2 separate regions of the Sus scrofa genome follow, and region 1 is linked to region 2. The links are chromatin contacts, called in public Hi-C maps. All regions are on one chromosome and are shown on one strand. Each heading gives the region's core, a stretch centred on a gene start, on an enhancer-like site or on the middle of the called end of the contact. The rest is flanking DNA. Distances are from core to core; before and after follow the strand shown.

Region 1 (6,489 bases), core at 3,775-6,274, 72 kb after region 2:
ATACATATATACACTCTTTTTCTCACATTATCCTCTACCATGCTCCATCATAAGTAACCAGATACAGTTCCCAGTGCTATAAAGTAGGATCTCATTGCTTCTCCATTCCAAAGGCAATAGTTTGCATCTATCAACCCCAGACTCCCGGTCCATTCCACCCCCTCCCCCTCCCCCTCGGCAACCACGAGTCTGTGCTCCAAGTCCCCGAGTCTCTTTTCTGTGGAAAGATTTATTTGTGCCGTATATCAGATTCCAGATATAAGTGATTTCATATTTCCACTGATGTTCTTTAGCCTTGGTTTCTTCCTGGTCACACAGGCTTGGATTCTGAATCCCCATTTCTCCTCAGCATCCTTCTCTCACAGAAGGCTTGGTACCTCCCTTCCAAGGACTTTACCCTGATCCATGTTGCCTTATTTCAGGCCTTTATAACTCCTAACCTACTCAATGCAATTGTCTCTCAACTGGTTTCTGCCTTGAGTCTCTCTTCCCACTCATTAACCCTTTATGGTGTTCTTTTAAGAAGTACCCTTGGAGTTCCCATCATGGCACAGCGGAAACGAATCTGACTAGGAACCATGAGGTTGCGGATTCGATCCCTGGCCTCGCTCAGTGGGTTAAGGCTCTGGTGTTGCCATGAGCTGTGGTGTACGTTGCAAATGCAGCTCGGATCCCTCGTTGCTGTGCCTCTGGCGTAGGCTGGTGGCTATAGCTCCGATTGACCCATAGCCTGGAAACATCCATGTGCCTCGGGTGCAGCCCTACAAAAATAAAAGCACCCTTATCTTCCTCCTACTATAAAATATTTCAATAGCTGTTTTTTTGTTGTTGTTTTTTTGTTTTGCTTTTCAGGGCTGCACCCAAGGCATATGGAGGTTCCCAGGCTAGGGGTCGATTTGGAGCTGCAACCCCTGGTCTACGCCACAGCCATAGCAATGCCAGATCCAAACCAAGTTTGCAACTTGCATCACAACTCACAGCAACACCACTGACAAAGGCCAAAGATCAAACCCACAACCTCATGATTACTAGTCAGATTCGTTTCCACTGAGCCAGAATGGGAACTCCTCAATAGTGTTTGTTTTTTCTTTCTTGTTTTTTTTTTTTTAAACTAACTACAGAATAACGTGGAAGTAAATATCCTGGCCTGGCAGGAAAGGATTTCCAAAATCTTTTCCCATTCTATTTTCCAACCAAAATACTCGCTATACTCACCTCCACAGTCTCCAAATATTCCTACACCCGATCCCTTCCCCTACACCTCTTAGAACCTCCAGCCCTCAAGTCTTTGTCCTCGAGGCCTGTTTCAAGTGTCCTACCTTCCTCCAAAGTGTAGTTCAAATGCAGCCTCCTGTCCTATTCCCTGAAGCCTCTCCTCACCGTGATCTACCACTATTATTATTATTTTCTCCTTTGGACACCCCACAGCATGTGGAGTTCCCAGGCCAGGGATAAGGTTTGAGCCACAGTTGTGATCTATGCCACAGTTGTAGCAACCCTGGATCCTTAACCTGCTGTGCTGGGCCGGGGATTGAACCTGTGTCCCAGCACTCCAGAGATGCTGACAATCCATTGAGCCATAGCAGGAACTCAAGCTCTACCATTATTTTAATGTCATGTTACTGTTTATAATTTATCCTCCATGCCTCCTACCCCTAGTACTCAACTCCACCTCACCAGACTGACTTCATGGAGGGCGGGGACTGGATTTTTTTTTATGTCCATCTTCAAGTCCTCAGCATCTAACACTGTGCTTCATTTTTATTTAATCCTAGTTCTTGTTTTATGGTTTGCAATATTATTTTTTCTTAACTCTGTCTTCTTCACTAACTCATAAGCTCCTTAAGGTGAACGATCACGTCTTACCAATCCTGCTACATACAACCACTTAGCACTGAGCGGAGACTTTGCAAACAAAGCAAAACAATTGAGTCTGATACATTAAATGACATCTGGAATGATCTCAAACTTCAAACATCAAGTGTAGACAACTACCTGGTATTTTTTAACCTACGTTTCCTCATCTCAAGCTCAAATTACACCCCCATGTTCTTGCCAGCTCAGAGCAGGGCTATAGACGGCATATGGTAAAGTTCACAGAGAAGCATGAGGCATACGGTCTTTCCAGAATAACACAACTATGACAAACGTGCAGCAGGTCACTCTTCTGCCTGAACAAATTCAAGTGCTTATGCCCCAGGAAGGACACTCATCCAAGCACCTGAATCGGGCCAGGAGGCCTACTGACAGAAAAGCTCCACAGACCATGTCATTACCATCCTTTTTTGGCTGCCTTGTTTCTGAACCCCCAGAGGTATCAGAGTCAGACAGAACTCTGAGAACTGGACCCCCAAACTTAAATGGAGGGCTCCCTGCTTACATTGTGTGATTTCGTAGAAAAGCTCCTCGAGCAGGTTACCTCAGGAGTCCCAGAAAATATACTGAAACTTTCTCTAAGACAAATAGGTCAAAGATCATCCTGCAGAGTCAGGAGAGAGGAAAATTCAGGCATTTCAGGCTGCCTCTCTTCTGCCAGCATTCCCTTTTCTCAATTTCATAATGTAGGCAGAGAAGGTGAGAAGGCTGACTTCTGCTTTTCAGTTTCATTTCATTCCTTTATTAAACATGTATAGAGTCAGGGAACTTTCCAGCTTCTAACTGTGTAAACTTGGGCAAGTCCCTGGCCTCTGAGGTGTTTCCTCACCTCTAAAACAAAGATAATGATCTTTGCTCTGCCTCCCTGATAGGACAGGCTGAAGAGAGAAAATGAATTCAGAAGAGCTCTCTAATCTGAAAAACCCTATGGTTAAGATTGTTATTCACATTATCTGAGCCAATCCTCTAATATTCCGGATGAGGAAACCCAAGCTCAGAAAGATCACATGGTGGCAGTCAGAACAAGAACCCAGGTCTTCTGACTCTGAGTACCTGCTATAGGCCAGTTTACTAAGTGGTAACTGCAGGCCCAAACCCTGTATCTTTAATGGACTCTTTTTTCTCTCCAGCATGTATGAAGAAAAACTCCAATTAAGACTTAGGTTAAAGAAAAACGGGGAGGGGGGGTTTCTGGGTAAAGTGAGAAGATGAGTAGTACAGACAACCTCACTATTCCCTCTCTAGTTTGGAAACCTCAGTCCAGGGCCACTTAACAGCCCAGAAACCTCAGTGGGCACATGACTGGCCACTGATGGACTCTTGGGGACAAGGGTGGGAGAGGGTGGCTGAGGACAGTGCTCCAAATCTTGCAGGTGGGAGAAGAGGCTCTAGGAGGGAGTGAGGGGCCCAGTGTTGAAACCATGTACCAGACCCTAAATCTTTGTGTTCTGAAGTAAAAGCCCTTTCCTTTAGCCTCACCTCAGTCTCCAAAGGCTGATTCAATGCGTAATGATTAGGAAATATTGTTACAGCCAAAAACTAGTTAAAACAGTCCATTACGTGATGTTCTGCTGTGGCCCACTAACGTATTACTAATATTTACTTTCTAGTTAGAGTTATATTGCATCTAGTGTTTTCTTTTGTAATTGAAACACTCCCTAACACCCCTTCCCAGTAAGCAATCTTCATTCCATAGGGAAGGGCAAGGAACGATAACTCTGAGGACAACTAGAAATCATCACCGGACCCACTGACACCAGCCTTGACAACTCTGAAATGACCTATGGATGAAGACTAATATGGACACCTTAATCAATAACCCTGACTTCTGGGCTAAAGCCATAAAATCCCTTGCCATCCCCTCTCAGGTCAGGAGATAGTTCTGAGGCATTAGGCTGCTGTGTCCTCCTTTGCCTGGCAAAGCAATAAAGCTGTTCTTTCTCTTCCTCAAAACTCTGTCTCCTGTCTCCAAGACTTAACTGGTGCAGGTGTACAGAGGCCGCATTTTCAGCCACAGTCACAGGGCAGACTGTGTGGAATGGGAAGAAGGTAGGCTCTCGTTTGGGGAGGGTGATCCCTGGCCCTCCCCGGGTGAGAAAATATGGAGACGCTTTTTCAGGCCGATCGAAGGTCGGAAGTCCTCTTTCCCTCTCTAGAACCTATTCTCTCCGTCAGAGGAGTTGTTTATTTTCCTAAACTATAATATTTCCCAAACCGGCAACTGGCTCCCAGCCACCGAATGGCCCCTTGGGAAAAGTAGTTCAATTTCGCTTCCAGGTAAGTTCCTTTCGTCCCACCTGCCAGCGCCTCTCATTCTTGGGAACTCCAAATCTCAGAGGGGTCCGCAAGCCCCAGGAAAGCTGACGTCGCTGTGGCCCCTCTCATTAGGTGTCCAGCATCCCAGAGAAGTGGGAGAGCCGAACACTACACCTCCCAGCGGCCACCGCGCGTCTCAGTACGCAGGCGTAGCCGCGCCTCGCCACCCCTCCCCCTCCTCCAACTGATCCCGTCGGTCCGTTCCCATATTCCCCCCATCAGTTCTAATGTCCCCTCTGTGTCTCCGGCACCTCACACTCACCGCGAACTCGCGGGGTCGGGTACAGCCGCTGCGCCTTCTCCAGGAAGCGGAGCGCCCTGTCATGCTGGTTGCTCTGGATGGCCTTGAGGGCGATGCTAATACAGCGCTCGGCTTCATCCTTGTTAGATTCCATGGCGGAACCAGAGCGCGGAACCAGGGAGGGGGAGGCCGGGGAGCGAAAGGCTGAGCCAGCTGCTGGCGCGTCTCGGGGCAGGCTGTCGCAGGATGGTGACGTAACCCTCTGCCCCCTCCTTTTCCGAGATTAGTGCGAGATTTTGAGCGAAGGAGGAAGTGCTACCGTATGTCTTCTAAGAGGGGGACGTGTAGCAGAAGCGCTAAGTGTGCACAACCACATTCCTGGAGCCCAAAGGAGTCGTATTCAGAGGTCTTCAAGTATTGTATTTTTGCATGTTCTTGGTAGTAACTCTGTGTATTTGAGATGAAGGTGGCTTATTTATTTATTCATTCAGCGGATATTTATTGAATACCCGCTATTTGCCATGCTAAGTACAAGGCAGCGGTGAAAAAACAAAGCCCTTGCCCTCAGGGAGCTTACCTTCCAGTGTGTGTAGCCGGGTGGGGAGACATCCAATAAAGAGATAGAGTCCAAGCGTGATAAATGCTATGAAGAAAAAAAAAGACAATATAAAGAAATAAAGAGATTGAGAGTGGAAGGTGCAAAATAGCCTGATCAGATAAATCTTCTCCCAGAAGCGGTTATTTTAATAGAAATCTGAATTCAAGAAAGAGAGAATAGGTATTCCAGGTGTTAAGTCACCTGGAAGAAAGGTGGTCCAGGCAGAAGGAAAAGCAAATGCACCACAGCTCACGGCAACGCTGGATCCTTAACCCACTGAGCGAGGCCAGGGATTGATGGAACCCGAATTCTCATGGATAGTAGTTGGGATTATTACCACTGAGCCACAATGGGAACTCCTAAGAATCCATTTTGGCTTAAGCCAATTTGTGATCTAAGCCTGGCTGCAATGCTGGCCCTTGAACAGGTCTCAGTCATTAAAGATCTTAAGGGAGGGAATGAAGAAACTGGGGAGGATTAGTCAAGGAAAAAATGGTGCAGCCTTGGGGTAGGGTCCTGGTTTTGAAACCCTGTATAAGATCTTGAGTCCTTGGAGTTCCCGTTGTGGCTCAGTGGTTAACGAATCCAACTAGGAACCATGAGGTTGCGGGTTTGATCCCTGGCCTTGCTCCGTGGGTTAAGGATCTGGCGTTGCCTTGAGCTGTGATGTGTGTCGCAGACGCAGCTTGGATCCTGCATTGCTGTGGCTGTGGTGTAGGCCAGCAGCTACAGCTCCGATTCGACCCCTAGCCTGGGAACCTCCATATGCCATGGGAGTGGCCCAAGAAATGGCAAAAAGAAAAAAAAAAAAAAAAAATCTTAAGTCCTTGTGTTTTGAAGGAAAAGACTTTTCCTTTAGCCTTGGTCTTAAAAGGCTAACACAAGAGTTAATGATTAAGGGAGTTCCCATCATGGCTCAGTGGTTAAAGAACCCAGCTAGTATCCATGAGGACATGGGTTCAACCCCTGACCCCGTTCAGTGGGTTAAAAATCTGGCGTTGCTGTGAGCTGTGGTCGCAGACATGGCTCGGATCGCACGTTGTTGTGGCTGTGGTGTAGGCCTACAGCACCTATTCGATCCCTAGCCTGGGAACCTCCACATGCTGTGGGTATGGCCCTAAAATGACAAAAGAGAAAAAAAAGAGTCAATGATTAGGAAATATTATTATAGATAAAAACTAGTTAAAATAGTCTTCATGATGTCATGCCCTGCCTTGGCCCACACACTTACTCTTAACTAGCTTTTCACAAAGGATCTAGTCCTTGCTTAATTGCTTTCTTTTACTAACGGTTACTTTTTAGTTAGAGTTATATTGCATTTAGTGTTCTTTTTTGTAATTGGAACACCCCCCACCACCCCTTCCCTGTAAGCAATCTTCATTCCAGAGGGAAGGGCAAGGAACCATCATAACCCCAAAGACAGCAAGAAAGCCACCACCAGACTGACACCCGCCTTGAC
Region 2 (6,510 bases), core at 1,159-3,658:
TCCAAAGTCTCTCCTGGCAGACAGTGGTATGGGGCTTTGCCCCCTCCTTCATAGGGGTGAAGAGTATCAGTGGAAAAGCCATTTAGCCCCCACCTACCAGGCCTCCTAGCAGGTGGTTGTTTACCCTGTAGCCCACTTCCTCTGCTATGGGAAAAACCTCCTAGGGTTAAGACCACCTGTCCTTTTTTCATCACTTTTTGAAAACAGTGAGATAACATTAATGGATTTCTTTTGAAAAGAAACAAAATTATCCAGTTCCCCATTAACAAAGCCCTTCCCAATTATAAAAAGCTATTTAATTAACCAAATGAGGCAATGAATGGGAAAAGGTGCTTAGCACACTGCTTCTGTGATGACTATTTATTAAATGAATGAAGGATTCCTAGTAAACTGACCTTTCCAAAATGGCTCTGGACTTTTTTGCTTATGAAACCTCTATTAGAAAACCTCTATTTTTCTTAGATCGGTGTTCCACACTTACCTGAAATTTTTTTCATGGGGTGGTGGGGAGAGAGAGAGAAGAAAGACACCCTAAGTCTGTCTCCTACTGTCTCAGATGTCCTCAACCCAGTCAGCCTGGAAGGAGTATTTAAAATGGTCCCGATGGATTAATTCCCTGATTTTCAATCCTGAGTGACAGAAAGACACATCCATATAGATCACCCCAACTCTTTTCTTCCCATCTCAGTAAAGGGTGATTTCAAGAGGATATCATGTACTCTCAGCCCTGGAAGCACATCACCTAATTGCCATGATGTGCTGTATTTAAGACTCCCAACAAGTGACTGGAACTTGGAGGATAAAAAGGACGGGCTGGTCTTCAGGCCTTGAAAGCCCAGGTGGCTAAGCGACTATTTTGCAGCAGTCTTTATCTCCTAATCTGAGCCCTCTAATTTATTTTTTTTTAATCCATAAATTCGTCTCCAGAGATGGTTTTCCCATCTGGAAAGTGGGAGTGGGATGCAAGGTTTGAATTCTGGTGCTTTACAGTCTTAAGTCTTGGTTTGCCCAAAAGGCCCACCGGTCAGCCTTTTTTTTTTTTTTTTTTTAATTTTAATGGGGGGGGGGAGTGGCAGTGGCCCGACTACTCCTGTAAGTGTCTTCGGTCACGCGCAAGTCTGCCCCTAGGCGAGGCCTGCCAGTCTGATCTGGTTAGGCTCTGGCCCGCCCCGGGACGGGAGGGAGCATCTGATGTAAGCTGGGTTCTCTCTTCCATCAGAATCCTGTGTCCCAGATTGATGAACCTTTAAATAAATAAAGGTCGAATCCGTCCGAACCTCTTCCCACCGTCAGCAACCTCTGTCACTCTTTGAGCACCGCCGTCGGGCCTGATTTCTTGGGGCCCAGTGTGCATGACGAAATAGGGGATGGCGATTGCACTCCGGGGCTTTTCTGGAGACCTAGCTCCTCGGTCCTGACGCAACTCTCCAGGTCTTTTACACAAAGCGTTTGGTAGAGAGGGGCGCTAGGACCCGGCGGATGCCTGAGGCCTCTAAGCTGCAGCTGGCTGGGGAGGCACTGCTGCACCGCAGTCGGTCGGTAGGGCCGGCGGGTGGGTCAGTGTGTCCGTCTGATGTAGGTCCCAGTTCGCAGCTCCCGGACCAAGCGCCAGGAACTGGGGCCTATCAATATTCCTTCAACCACATTCCCCAAACCCTGTCTTTGAAGGCAGCTGGAGGGTGGGCGCTGACGCGGTTAGGAAACTAGGCTCACATCGGGGGCATGGACACCGCCCCCCCTCATTAATCCATCCTCTGGGTCTGTAGAGTAACGGGCAAGTAGGCAAGTGCGGCCGCCCAGAAAGGGAGCAGAGTGCTCTGAGCTGCTGTTTTGGGGCCCCACCCCCATATCCTGACCCCTGGTAAGGAAGGTTAGTGTGGGGTACTTGCGCGAGAGTGGGCTGGGTTAACGTCTGCTCCCCCGGGCATCCAGCCCTGCTCCTAGTTGTACCCATAGCTCGCAGGCTCCCACAAGCTGAGGGCAACCGTTTTCCTTGCCTGTTGCCCTCTCAAGTTCCCCTGCCTCTTCCCCCGCGCGGCCGCGGCCTAACCCCTCCCCCAGCAATACGACCCTATAATAAACAAGTCTTTCCTTGATCCTCCCCTGCCGCGAGCGCCCTCGGGGACCTTGGCAGCTGCAGCCGCCGCCGCCGCCGCCGCCGCCGCCGCCGCGGATCCCTTCCAGAAAGGGGGCGTGGCCGTGGCTCGGGGGTTCCGCCGAGAGCTTTCTGGGGCTCAACGGAGGCGGGGCCAGGCGGCTGTCACCGGGCAGGAGAGAACGTTGCGAACGTGCGCCCGGAGTCCATTGGCCGAGATGGGCCACACTCCCGGGTCTGGATTGGGCCGTGGCGCGGAAGGGGTGTGGCCTCCCCGCGCTAGTCCTTATAGGTCCCTCGGCGCTGGTGCTAGGGACCGAGGCAGGCCGAGGGGGAGGTGAGGCTGAGGAGAAGGGACAGGTCTGGGCAGAGCTCGGGGGTTGGCACCAGTTCGCGCACCCATTCAAGCGGTCAAGCGGCTGTACGCACTCGTCAGAGCAGTTCTCGCTAACTGCTCTAGCTGGTGAGTGTCCCTTCTGTGTGTGCGCGGATCGATGAGCAGGGAGGCCTCAGCCGCGGGGGTCGTAGCGCTCTGAGTCTGGTCCACCCCTCAGACTGACGCCGGGCCCGTGTCGCTCTTGTCTTACAGCGTCTTCTGCGCTCCAGCACCGGTGAGCTCATCTGCAAACGTCCTGGCGTCCGTCCTCACCATGCCTAACCTTTGGGATCGCTTCTCGTCGTCCTCCTCCTCTTCGTCTTCGTCCTTGTCCCGAACTCCCACCCCAAATCAGCCTCCGCGTTCAGCCTGGGGGTCAGCGGCCCGGGAAGAAGGGCTCGGTCGCTGCGCGAGCCTGGAGAGCTCGGACTGCGAGTCCTTGGACAGCAGCAACAGTGGCTTTGGGCCGGAGGAAGGTAAGCCGCCGCGGGCGAGGGCCGGACGCGACTCGAGGGGCGGGGAAGGTGAGAAAGGACCTCGCTGAAAAGAGTCAAAGCCACCTTGGCTTCGTAGGCCACCAGAATCCAGATCGCAGAGCGGGGACAGGCCAGAGGAGGGGGTTGAAGCATAGGGTATGATGAGTGTGCGGCAGAAACTGAGGCACGGAGGGGCAAGAGGAGTGCTGCTTTCTTAGCGAAACAGCACCTCCTCCTTTTGGAACTGCTCTTACCTTCCTTCCCTATGTGCTTTCCCTTCCAGACTCTGCATACCTGGATGGGGTGTCCCTGCCTGACTTCGAGCTGCTCAGCGACCCTGAGGATGAGCACCTGTGTGCCAGCCTGATGCAGCTGCTGCAGGAGAGCCTGGCCCAGGCGCGGCTGGGCTCGCGGCGCCCCGCGCGCCTGCTGATGCCCGGCCAGCTGGTGAGCCAGGTGGGCAAAGAACTGCTGCGCCTGGCCTATAGTGAGCCGTGCGGCCTGCGGGGGGCGCTGCTGGACGTCTGCGTAGAGCAGGGCAAGAGCTGCCACAGCGTGGGCCAGCTGGCCCTCGACCCCAGCCTTGTGCCCACCTTCCAGCTGACCCTCGTGCTGCGCCTGGACTCACGCCTCTGGCCTAAGATCCAGGGGCTGTTTAGCTCCGCCAACTCTCCCTTCGTCCCCGGCTTCAGCCAGTCCCTGACGCTGAGCACTGGCTTCCGAGTCATCAAGAAGAAGCTGTACAGCTCCGAGCAGCTGCTCATTGAAGAATGTTGAACTTGGGCCTGGGGGCCGACACTGCCCCCATGGCAGAGACAGTTGAACTTTTGGGGTGGACGTTGGCAGGCAGGAGCTGAGGGCCTGTTGCCTGTCGTTAGAAAACTGACAACAGCCACCTGAGGGGAGGAAGGCTGAGCTGGGGGGAACCTACTGTTTCCCTAGAAAGCTCAATGGGGCATGTATGGGTGGCTCCCAGTTGGGGGCACACCCCGCCCCTCTGTACTGTAGCATGAAACAAAGGCTTAGGGGCCAACCAGGCTTCTGGCTGGATGTGTTATGTAGCATGTACCTTATTATTTTTATTGTTACTGACAGTAAGACAGTTAAGTCAACAGTGGTGTGACAGAGCCAGGAGAGCAGCTGGGCTGCACTGGCCTCTGCAAGGGGGGATGTGTGCTCGCTGCAGCCAGCCCTGGTGGGAGGGGGGAGGTCATGGAGGTGGTTTGTGTATCTTATGGTCCGAAGGGGCCAAATGTCTGTTCTTTGTTTTTTGTATCTTTTGTTTGTTTGTTTGTTTGTTTTGATCAGAGCTTCACTACTGACCTGTTCCAGGCAGCTATCTTACAGACGCATGAATGTAAGAGTAGGAAGGGGTGGGTGTTAGGATCACTTGGGGATCTTTGACACTTGAAGAAAAAAATACACCTGGAAGCTGCGTTTGGCCCATCCCCAGATGTGGACTGAAGGGTCACCCTGTAAGGGGATGGGGCTGATTGGGCTGGGGGCTGGAACCCCTCCCCCAGAGGAGTACCATCTGGGTCTTCCATCTAGAACTGTTTACATGAAGATACTCGCTGTTCATGAATACACTTGATGTTCAAGTATTAAGACCTATGCAATATTTTGTACTTTTCTAATAAAAAAGAAAATGTTTGTTAAAAGAGTTGTCTGCTCTCAGTGCCAAGAAATAAAAGGGAGGGTCAAGGGTGCTGGCACAGGTGGGTTTCTTCAGACGCTGATCCACCTGTGTGTTTCTCTGTACCTTTCGGGGGCTGCCTGCCAGCCTGGTAATGGAGATGTGTAGACTGAGTGCCATCTGTGTCAAGAACCCTGGCTCCCTTGGTTCTGCTGGCTGAGGCGGCCCAGGGAAAGAGCCGGAAAGCCCTGGAAGGTGACGAGTGAGTCAGACCTCCCACTGAGCCAGAATCTCAGGGTAGGGGGAGCTCACCTGGCTGCTCTGGGTTAGAAGGCCCAGGTACAAAGGACCGCTGAGTCCAAGGTCCTTCTAGGTACTTGAAAGACTGCAAGAGACTTTTTTTTCTTTGTGAAAAAAGGCACAGTCCTATTTGTTCTACACTCATGAAATGTACAAATTGTATCTCTGGATGTGAAAAGACTAGGGAGCAGGAGCACTAGGTAATGGAGTTTGACAAAGACTCAGTTCAAGCCTCTGACTTGACAAAGAACCCAAGGCTCAGAGAGGGGGCATGACCTGCCTCTGCGAGGAGGTGTGGCCTCTCAAGCTGGAGCAGAACACAAACATGGGCTTAGAGAGCCAGGGGACTGCGGGCCTGTCTCATGAATGTTCTCTGGGACCTGGACTCACTGCGCTCTCTGGGCCCCAATTTCCTTATCAGTGAAATTGGGGTTGGGCCAGATGAAGGCCAAGGCCCTTCCCACGCCTCCCTGCCTGGGTCTGTTGGCTAGTCCTCCCACATCGGCCTCTGGAGAGGTGTTATCGCCCTTGTTTCTCTTCCTGGTCCCAGACGGGCCTTGTTTGTCCAGCTGTAAAACAGTACTTCTTCCCCGTGAGCGTGCAGTCAAATGTCTCCGAGCCCCGGTTAAACGCAGATGCCCCCCTGCCCTGGTGGAGATTCTGACTACCTGCATCGGGGGCAGGGCCCCAGGAATCTGCATTTTCATTTAGGATCCTGAGGCAGGGTCCCAAACTTTGGGATGGTTTAGAAGACACTGTGCTTTGGTGAAACCGAATGACTTGTTCCCCCCAGTGAATGAACCTGGATTAGGACTAGATTGGAAAATAATGGTAACAAGTAAGAAGGTGCCCAGAACAATTCTGAGAGCCCTCACTTCTCCGTGCACCGTCCTAATAGCCACCCTGTGAGGGGTGGTGGGGCAGGGGTTTGTAAGGTTTTATAGATTAGTAAACAGAGGCCCAACCCTTGAATGACCATCTTCTGACCGTGGCTGATGGTGTCTACCCTCGGGCTCTCAGGGTGAGGCTGGGAGTGGAGTAGCCTCAGCCCTTGGGTTGAGTCTGGGGGCACTTTGTGGGGCATTGAGATCAGGGCCAGTGTCCATGGCTGTGCTTCCTTGGCCTCCAAAGAGGAATACAACCATGGCTAGCTCCAGACTGGAGAGTCTCCTTGGTATCTGGAGTTAAGGGCTGGATGGGGCAGTAAGCACTATGCCCTCTCCTAGACCAGTAGGCAGCCAGCCCCCTTGGCTCCTCTTAGATGGTCAGACTAAGGCCAGAGGAAAGCTTGGGATCCCAAGAAAGCTCAGGGAATCTGCCTTTTTCTGAGGCCAGCCTGGCTTTCCTCACCCTCAGAGGGTTTGGAAATCCTCCCAAACAGGACAGAAAGGTAGGGGCTCTTAGGCCTCCTAAGATGTGGCAGTGAGCTTTGTCCCAGGTATTGGGCTCTTGAAGAGAAGATGGAGCAGATTCCTTGGTTGCTAAGACTGAACGCAAATAAAGCTTATGAGACCTACCCATACAATCCAACTCTGGAAAATGCTTTCAGAAATTATTCTATTTGGCCTAAAACATGTGTATCAATTCTCTCCTTTATTTCTGTTCCCCGTTCCAATGGGAGACGCCT

The links. A called contact is a pair of places that touch in the nucleus more often than the background predicts.
Region 1: a contact with region 2 is called in a Hi-C map of liver, with 2.7 times the contacts expected there. The contact joins the promoter of DNAJB12 here to the promoter of DDIT4 in region 2. A contact is called at or near these places in 4 of 5 promoter capture datasets (fetal liver, fetal skeletal muscle and liver), 21 of 47 Hi-C or Micro-C datasets (adipocytes, alveolar macrophages, blood and 11 more) and 2 of 2 datasets of contacts at active chromatin or transcription factors (alveolar macrophages and skeletal muscle).

The regions. Positions count from the first base shown.
Region 1 is chr14:75,185,085-75,191,573 of Sscrofa11.1, forward strand. It overlaps DNAJB12 (dnaJ homolog subfamily B member 12), which reads right to left and starts at 5,025. Exons shown (of 9, transcript XM_013983329.1): 1 at 5,010-5,025; 2 at 4,454-4,879. The coding sequence starts at 4,586.
Region 2 is chr14:75,115,300-75,121,809 of Sscrofa11.1, forward strand. It overlaps DDIT4 (DNA-damage-inducible transcript 4), which reads left to right and starts at 2,409. Exons shown (of 3, transcript NM_001243452.1): 1 at 2,409-2,558; 2 at 2,685-2,947; 3 at 3,231-4,608. The coding sequence starts at 2,746. The coding sequence ends at 3,724.